Regions from separate parts of the Mus musculus genome. Here region 2 is linked to region 1. A link is a contact called in public HiChIP or PLAC-seq data. All regions are on one chromosome and are shown on one strand. Each heading gives the region's core, a stretch centred on a gene start, on an enhancer-like site or on the middle of the called end of the contact. The rest is flanking DNA. Distances are from core to core; before and after follow the strand shown.

Evidence for each region. HiChIP or PLAC-seq counts read pairs in DNA pulled down with a chosen protein or histone mark.
Region 2: a FOXA1 HiChIP or PLAC-seq map of pancreatic cancer cells shows a contact between it and region 1. The contact joins the enhancer-like site here to the promoter of Ctcf in region 1. A contact is called at or near these places in 4 of 39 promoter capture datasets (embryonic stem cells, hippocampal neurons and liver) and 4 of 115 datasets of contacts at active chromatin or transcription factors (bone marrow-derived macrophages, double positive thymocytes, pancreatic cancer cells and 1 more).

Annotation. Positions count from the first base shown.
Region 1 is chr8:105,635,086-105,638,347 of GRCm38.p6, forward strand. Ctcf (CCCTC-binding factor) reads left to right here and starts at 1,453. Exons shown (of 12, transcript NM_181322.3): 1 at 1,453-1,635. It overlaps Gm5914 (predicted gene 5914), which reads right to left and starts at 2,389. Exons shown (of 2, transcript NR_151742.1): 1 at 2,195-2,389.
Region 2 is chr8:106,190,110-106,193,371 of GRCm38.p6, forward strand. Slc7a6 (solute carrier family 7 (cationic amino acid transporter, y+ system), member 6) reads left to right here. Exons shown (of 10, transcript NM_178798.4): 4 at 2,230-2,374; 5 at 3,042-3,165. Among named protein-coding and RNA genes, the nearest start is that of Slc7a6os, 19 kb to the right of the region's middle. Within about 2 kb of position 1,717, at least 26 of the 459 cell types and tissues checked have an H3K27ac peak or open chromatin away from gene starts, as enhancers often do. A contact at or near this core is called in pancreatic cancer cells, where this site is marked.

The DNA of each region.
Region 1 (3,262 bases), core at 203-2,702:
TACTTTTTAACCCATTCTACTCAGGTTAACCTCTTCAGTTAATCCATATGAGTCAAGCTAAAGTCACCATGATCTTTCCCAGCTATCTCCAAGGTAATAAACTCAATAGCTAAGCCTCTGGCTGAACTGTACCGGAACTCTCAGCATCTGAAAACCAGAAACCTCTCTTCCTGCCTCAAACTTACTTCTGGTCTTGGATTCTACAATCCAACAGTCTAGACTTGTCTTTCTGTTTACTTCCTTGTCTATTATCCTCTTTCTAATCTTGGACTTTCTCTTCTATCTTTCCTCTAAGTCCAGTCATGGAGGGAAGCTCCACAACAGTGGGTGAATGGACTCAAGATGTTTAAACACATTTGCCTTAGTTACTGACATCTGAACAGTGGGATCTTACATGCTTCTAACTTTCCGATTCTTTTGGGGGGAATAAACAATATCTATTGATAATGGACCAGCATACCCACAACACAGCCCAGATGTATATGAATAGGGCAGAAGCTTGCTGCCAGGTGCATTTGTTATCCAAACAGCTAAAGCAAGAGAACTGGGACTACAATCCCGAGTCACATTCCAAGGCTATGGGGGGCGGGGAGAGAAGATGATTAGAACACCTGCCAATAGGGTCTTCCCGGGAAAGGGAAGGGATTAAGTACCACCGACTGGGAACCGAAATAAAAAGAACAGTCTTAAAAACTTAGACGTTCACGGTGCCAAATACAGCTAAACACGACTGCTGTGGTGTGGTCTGCTATATCTCCGGACTGAGGTGACTCTGTCCCGATTCTCTTAATTTCACATTCGGTTTTCTAAGGCCCTTTTCTTGGGAGGAAGACTACTAAGATCCCCGGGCGAAGCCCCTAGCAGTCGATCTTGAGCACTGGGCAAGTGTCGGAGAAGTGAGAGAGTGCGGGAACTCACTGCATTTGACTCGGCGGCGGGACAGGGTGCAGAGCTAACCCCGGGTGGGAGGAGACCGGGCAGGGTAGAACCCTGGCGCTTCCTCAACCCCCACGGCCCCAGCCCCGCGCGCTTACTTCAGCTCCCCGTCGTCCTCCCGCCCTTCGCAGCTTGGAGGGAAAATGAGCGAGCTAAGGAAATCAGGGCAACTAGGCGGAGACCCGATCGCCCAGAAGCCGCCAGCCTCCGCCCAGGGAAGCCCCACCCCAATGGGAACCAGGCCGCCTCCGCGCCGCCGGCAGAGCCCACGCGCGACCCGGCGAGGGCGCGGGAGGGCGCGTGCGGCGTGACGCCGCGCCTCGCGGCGCATCCCCGTGACGCCATCGCGCCGGCTTTTGAAAGTTGGCGCCCGGGGCCGCCTCCCATGCTGCCCTGCGCCAACCCCTCCCCTCACCTTTCCTCCCCCGCCCTCGTCGCCGCCGGCCGGCCCCCCCCACCCGACTCTTCCCTTATCAGCACCCGCGGCCCCGGCAGCGCCGACGCAGGCGCACTGCACCGCGCCGCCGCCATTTTGTGTCCGAGCCTGTGGAGCGATTAAACCGTGCGCGGAGCTGCTTCTTTGGCGGCAGCGGCGACCAGCAGCAGCCGGTGCGGGCGCGCGGAGCCGGCCGGGGACGCCAGGTGGCCGGAGCGGTGGAGCGGCGGCGGAGCGGGCGCCGCGGGGGGTGTGGCGCGAAGGTAAAGGGGGCCCGGGGTGGAGGAGGTTTCGCGGGCCGCCTCTAGGTGTCACGATGGGGCCGCTCCGGTCGGCGCTGGCTGCAGCCCGGCGCCAGCGCCAGCGCCGCCGCCGGGGGGTGTTTGTCTCCCTCTACCGTCCCTGCTGCGGCGCGGCCGCCGCCATTGCCCGGCGCCGCCGCCAGGGCCTGGCCAACCCCCTCCACGCCCGCCCGCCCGCCCGCTAAGCTTCCCTCCTCCCAACATGGTAGGCCTCTGGCGGCGGTGGCGACAGAGGCCTGCGCGCTCGGCGACTCCATTTTCCTTCCTTTGTCTCTACCCTCGAGGCCGGCTTTTGGCCCGGCTGATCTTCGGGCCACGGCCCGCCCTCTGCCCCTCCCGCGACGGATACCCCTTACCGAGTCTGGACCCTCTGAGGCTCGGTTGCCGCCGCTTGCTTCGCCTAGGGGTTCTGAACCCTCGGCCGGCCGCTTAGCCAGGTCCCGGAACCGTGTGGGTGTCGGGTCCCGACCGACGCGCCTCAGACTCCCCATCTTCAAGTCCAGCCGGTCCCGGAACCTACCCGATCTCCCTGCGTTGCTTCTCCAGCAGCTGGGGTGCTCTCTAGTCTCTCGTAGTCCGATCGTCCCCGCTGCCGGTCTCCGTCGCCGCCGAGTGTCGCAGGCGGCGCTGCTGTGGCTGCGAGCAGAGGGGACCCCTGAGCTGCCGAGAGCTCCCTCTGCAAGGCTGGCTGAGCTGCTCGCGCCTCGACGCCGCCCGAGCGGGCGGGGGAACGCGCGCTCGCCGCCCCCGCCGGGCCCCGCTGCGCCCCCAAACTCACGCCAGGGCATCGCGCGGGACCCGACCGGTGCGGCCCCCAATGGTGCGCGGAAAAAGACACGAATTCCTGCACCAAAGTAGTTTTTCTCCAGCTGTATTCGCACTCTTTCAGCCCCTTGAAACGATAGCAGTCAGACTTGGTGCGCTCAGAAATCTCAAAAGGGACTGAAACTTAATTTCACTCTCATCTCAAGTGATGTGATAAACTCATAAATTCGGGAGCATGGGCTGGTTGCGATGGTACAGGCGACGCTGGAGTTTGCCTCCTATTTAAAATGTCCTGACGCTAACTTTGCACTCCACTTAGGACCTGATGCTCTAGGGCTAGGCTAAGACAGTTCAGCCCCTCTCTAGAGATCGTGCAAACCGATCTAATGCGCCAATAGGGTAGAATGAACTTATTCATGACTGGACTGGTAATTTGACTGTTGGATGAAATGTGAGGGTTGATGTTGTAATTGGATCCTGGGTCACTTGCAGCAGATGGTTTATAAATTTCTGTGCCTAATGTAACTACTCTTTAGTATCTGACTTCCTGTATTGAGTTTAGCATTAAGTAAACATTAGCAAAGAGACTTAATACTTTTTTGGAGTTTAGATCAACTAAGAAAGCTAAAATTCCAAGGCATCCATAGGCAGGAAAAGAAATTAAACAGGGTATTTATCCTGGCATTAAGTCTTTTGCATTTAAAAGCTTCCTTTGATAAACTGCTGGAGTAACCTTTTCGTACCCACTCTAACACGGATTTTCTTTTTTTTTTTTTGGTTTTTCGAGACAGGGTTTCTCTGTATAGCCCTGGCTGCCTTGGAG
Region 2 (3,262 bases), core at 467-2,966, 560 kb after region 1:
TGACTGTCCTGGAGATGGGCAGTAGGGAAGGGGTGCATGGTCGTTTTACAGTATTTATTGTTTATCTGGACTTGTGTTAAACATTATATTGAGGAATCTCCCAAAAAAAGTCAGCTCTAAAAAAGTGTCAGAATGTTGTAAAATGGACATTGTCTTTCCTATGTTGGCATTTCTTTTTTTTTTTTTTTTTTTTTTTTTGTTTTTTCGAGACAGGGTTTCTCTGTATAGCCCTGGCTGTCCTGTAACTCACTTTGTAGACCAGGCTGGCCTCGAACTCAGAAATCTGCCTGCCTTTGCCTCCCAAGTGCTGGGATTAAAGAAAGGTGTGCAACTACTACTGCCCCACTTTTTTTCTTTTTTTGTTTTTTAAAGATTTATTTATTTATTTATTTATTTATTATATGTAAGTACGCTGTAGCTGTCTTCAGACGCACCAGAAGAGGGCATCAGATCTCATTACGGGTGGTTGTGAGCCACCACGTGGTTGCTGGGATTTGAACTTCGGACCTTCGGAAGAGCAGTCGAAGAGCAGTCGGGTGCACTTACCCACTGAGCCATCTCACCAGCCCCCCCCCCTTTTTTTTTCTTTTCTTTTCTTTTTAACTTTTGCTGAGGATGGAACCAGAATTTTATGTGTGCTATATTAGACTCTACCACTCAGCCACATCCCTAGTCCTTTTAATTTAAAATTTTTAAAAACTTTTTTAAAGATAATGTCTTGAACTATATTTTGGGCTGGCCTGTAATTTAGCATGTTGTCCAGTAGCTGTGATTAAAGACATGTACCACCATATCCAGCTACTTATTGGCTCTTGAAAGGTTTTCATTCTGGGATCAGAGCAGACTGATCAGAGACACTGGTGGGCTTTCCAGGCTATCCTAAAGCCTTTGACAAAGGGCATCTTGCTCATTTAACAGCCAGTGTTCTGTTACCAGCCCCTAAACATGGCAGTATTTACAGTCACCTAGGGAGCTGAGCCTTCATCTCAGACCTGTTAGTTTGAATCAAAAATTAAAAGATTCTTATGTGTGTTTGGTCCTAAGGACCTGATACTCCAAGGACATCTGGATGCCTGGCTGTAGTCACTTGGTACTAGTGCATAAAGTTCCTGCCTAAGAATTGCCTAATACACTTCATAAAAACACAGCTTTGGGCAAGTGACTACAGCTAGGCATCTAGATGTCACTGGAGTCTCAGGAGCATCTTATAGTAAAATTGGGCTACTGAGTAATCCTTCTCTGCAATGTGTGCCTTAGAGAACCACTGAGACCCCATGGAAGCTCTTGCTGCACACCTACACCTTTTTGCCACATTGAGTTCTGGGTGTAACCTTTCTATTACACACACACACACACACACACACACACACACACACACACACACATATATATGTAAAAATTAATATATATATATATATTGTTCGTGTGAATATGCCACATGTGTGTGGGTCCTGAGGCCAGAAGAGGGTGTCAGATCTCCCTGGAGTTCCAAGGGGTTGGCCACCGAGCCTTCTTTCTACTCTAAGTCTAGGCTTTCTTCAGGGGGTGATGACAAGCCCTTTAGGAGGCCGACTCCTGTTCAAAACTCCATGCTGTCTGCTTGTCTGTCTTGAGAAGCTAGGTAGGTTTTCTATTTGCGGTCCCCAGAGGCCCCCAGGAAAGGTGACGAATCACTCTGTCTTGGTTTGTTGCTCTGAAGGGTGGGGTTGGCTCACTATGAGATAAGACCTGGCTTACTCTGTAGCCCTAGATTTCCGGCCCCAGACAGCCACACCGCACCCACTGCAAATAGACTGATAGAACCACATGTCTAAATCATACAGTGATCTGAGCCCAGACTTTGTGCTGGGTCTGATTGTGAGTGGAAATTACTCCTCTGTGTGAAATGACCAGTGACATCAAAATAGGAAGAAGAGCTGAGGTCACCTCTGGGAAATGGACATTCCTTAGGGCCCTGGAAGAAGTGTCCCTTCAGAGTGCAGCCGGGCTGCTTTTGCTTTCTTGATTACCTAGTTTTAGATGGGGCAGTGAATGTGGGGAGGTTTTGGTTATTGCTCCTTTCGTATTAAATAATGTTTTTTTTTCTTCCCCTGCCCTGTTTTTTGTCTCTCTTCTTTTTTCTCCTTTTGTTTCATCTTTTTAATTCTCCCTCTGTATTCTTTCTGTTCTTCACATTCCTTCTATCTCCCTTCTCTTTTGCCTGGTCTCCCACCCGTCTTTGCCCCACAGGACACACTGAGCACTTTCAGGACGCCTTTAAAGGTTCCTCGTGGAATGTGGGAGACCTCTCTCTTGCCCTGTACTCTGCCCTCTTCTCTTACTCAGGTTGGGACACCCTTAATTTTGTAACAGAAGAAATCAAAAACCCAGAAAGGTAAAGGCGAGATCACACTCTCCAACTTGGCTGGAACTCCTGCTGATGGTGGGCGCAGTTGCCCTGTTCCCATAGCTCCTCCCTCGACCTCCCCTCCCCTCATCCTCTCCCTGCTCCCCTTCTCCAGTTAGGAGGGGTTGGGGGCTAGGATGGGAGTGAGTGAATGTGGGAAAGCCCTGGCTCTCACCCTCATGTTCCATTGGAGAGCATCCAGGGTCCACTAAAGAGGAGAGGTCTTTAGTGGGCAGCAGCAGACCCAGCTAGGGCTGAGGTGGCAGGCTTTAGCCCTGTGGTGCTGAGACTGTCTCTGGCCTACCAGATCACCAGACTAACCTCTAGCTTCTAGAGGATGTTGCTCCTTGCATTTATCCTGAGATCACAGATGCAAGAAGGTTAGAAAGCCACATGTGGCTCATTGGACCTAATGAGATTGGATAAACTCATCGTGAGTCCCTTCTCAGGGAAAGTGCTCTTCTTTCTCAGTGGAAAATGCCCAGGAACATGGGAAGCTTACCCGCCCTGAGGCATACAGAGAAGAGGAGCTCATCTCAGAGAGCTGGCAGCCAGTGAACTGTTAAATGTTAGGAAAATTCCAGGGGGTGCTGGATGGCTTTTGATTCTCAGCAGAGCTTGGTTCTAGGTAGTCTTATTTCACTTGTCCTGACAGGAATTTGCCCTTGGCCATTGGGATTTCTATGCCAATTGTGACACTCATCTACATCCTGACCAACGTGGCCTATTACACAGTGCTGAACATTCAGGATGTCCATAAGAGTGACGCTGTGGCTGTGGTGAGTCTCTTGGGGGAGGAGGGCTGTCCTCATTTGCCCCTGTTCCCAAATGGTGTAATCTTTTTCTGCAGCTAATCTAGCTCTGCAGTGTTCGTCG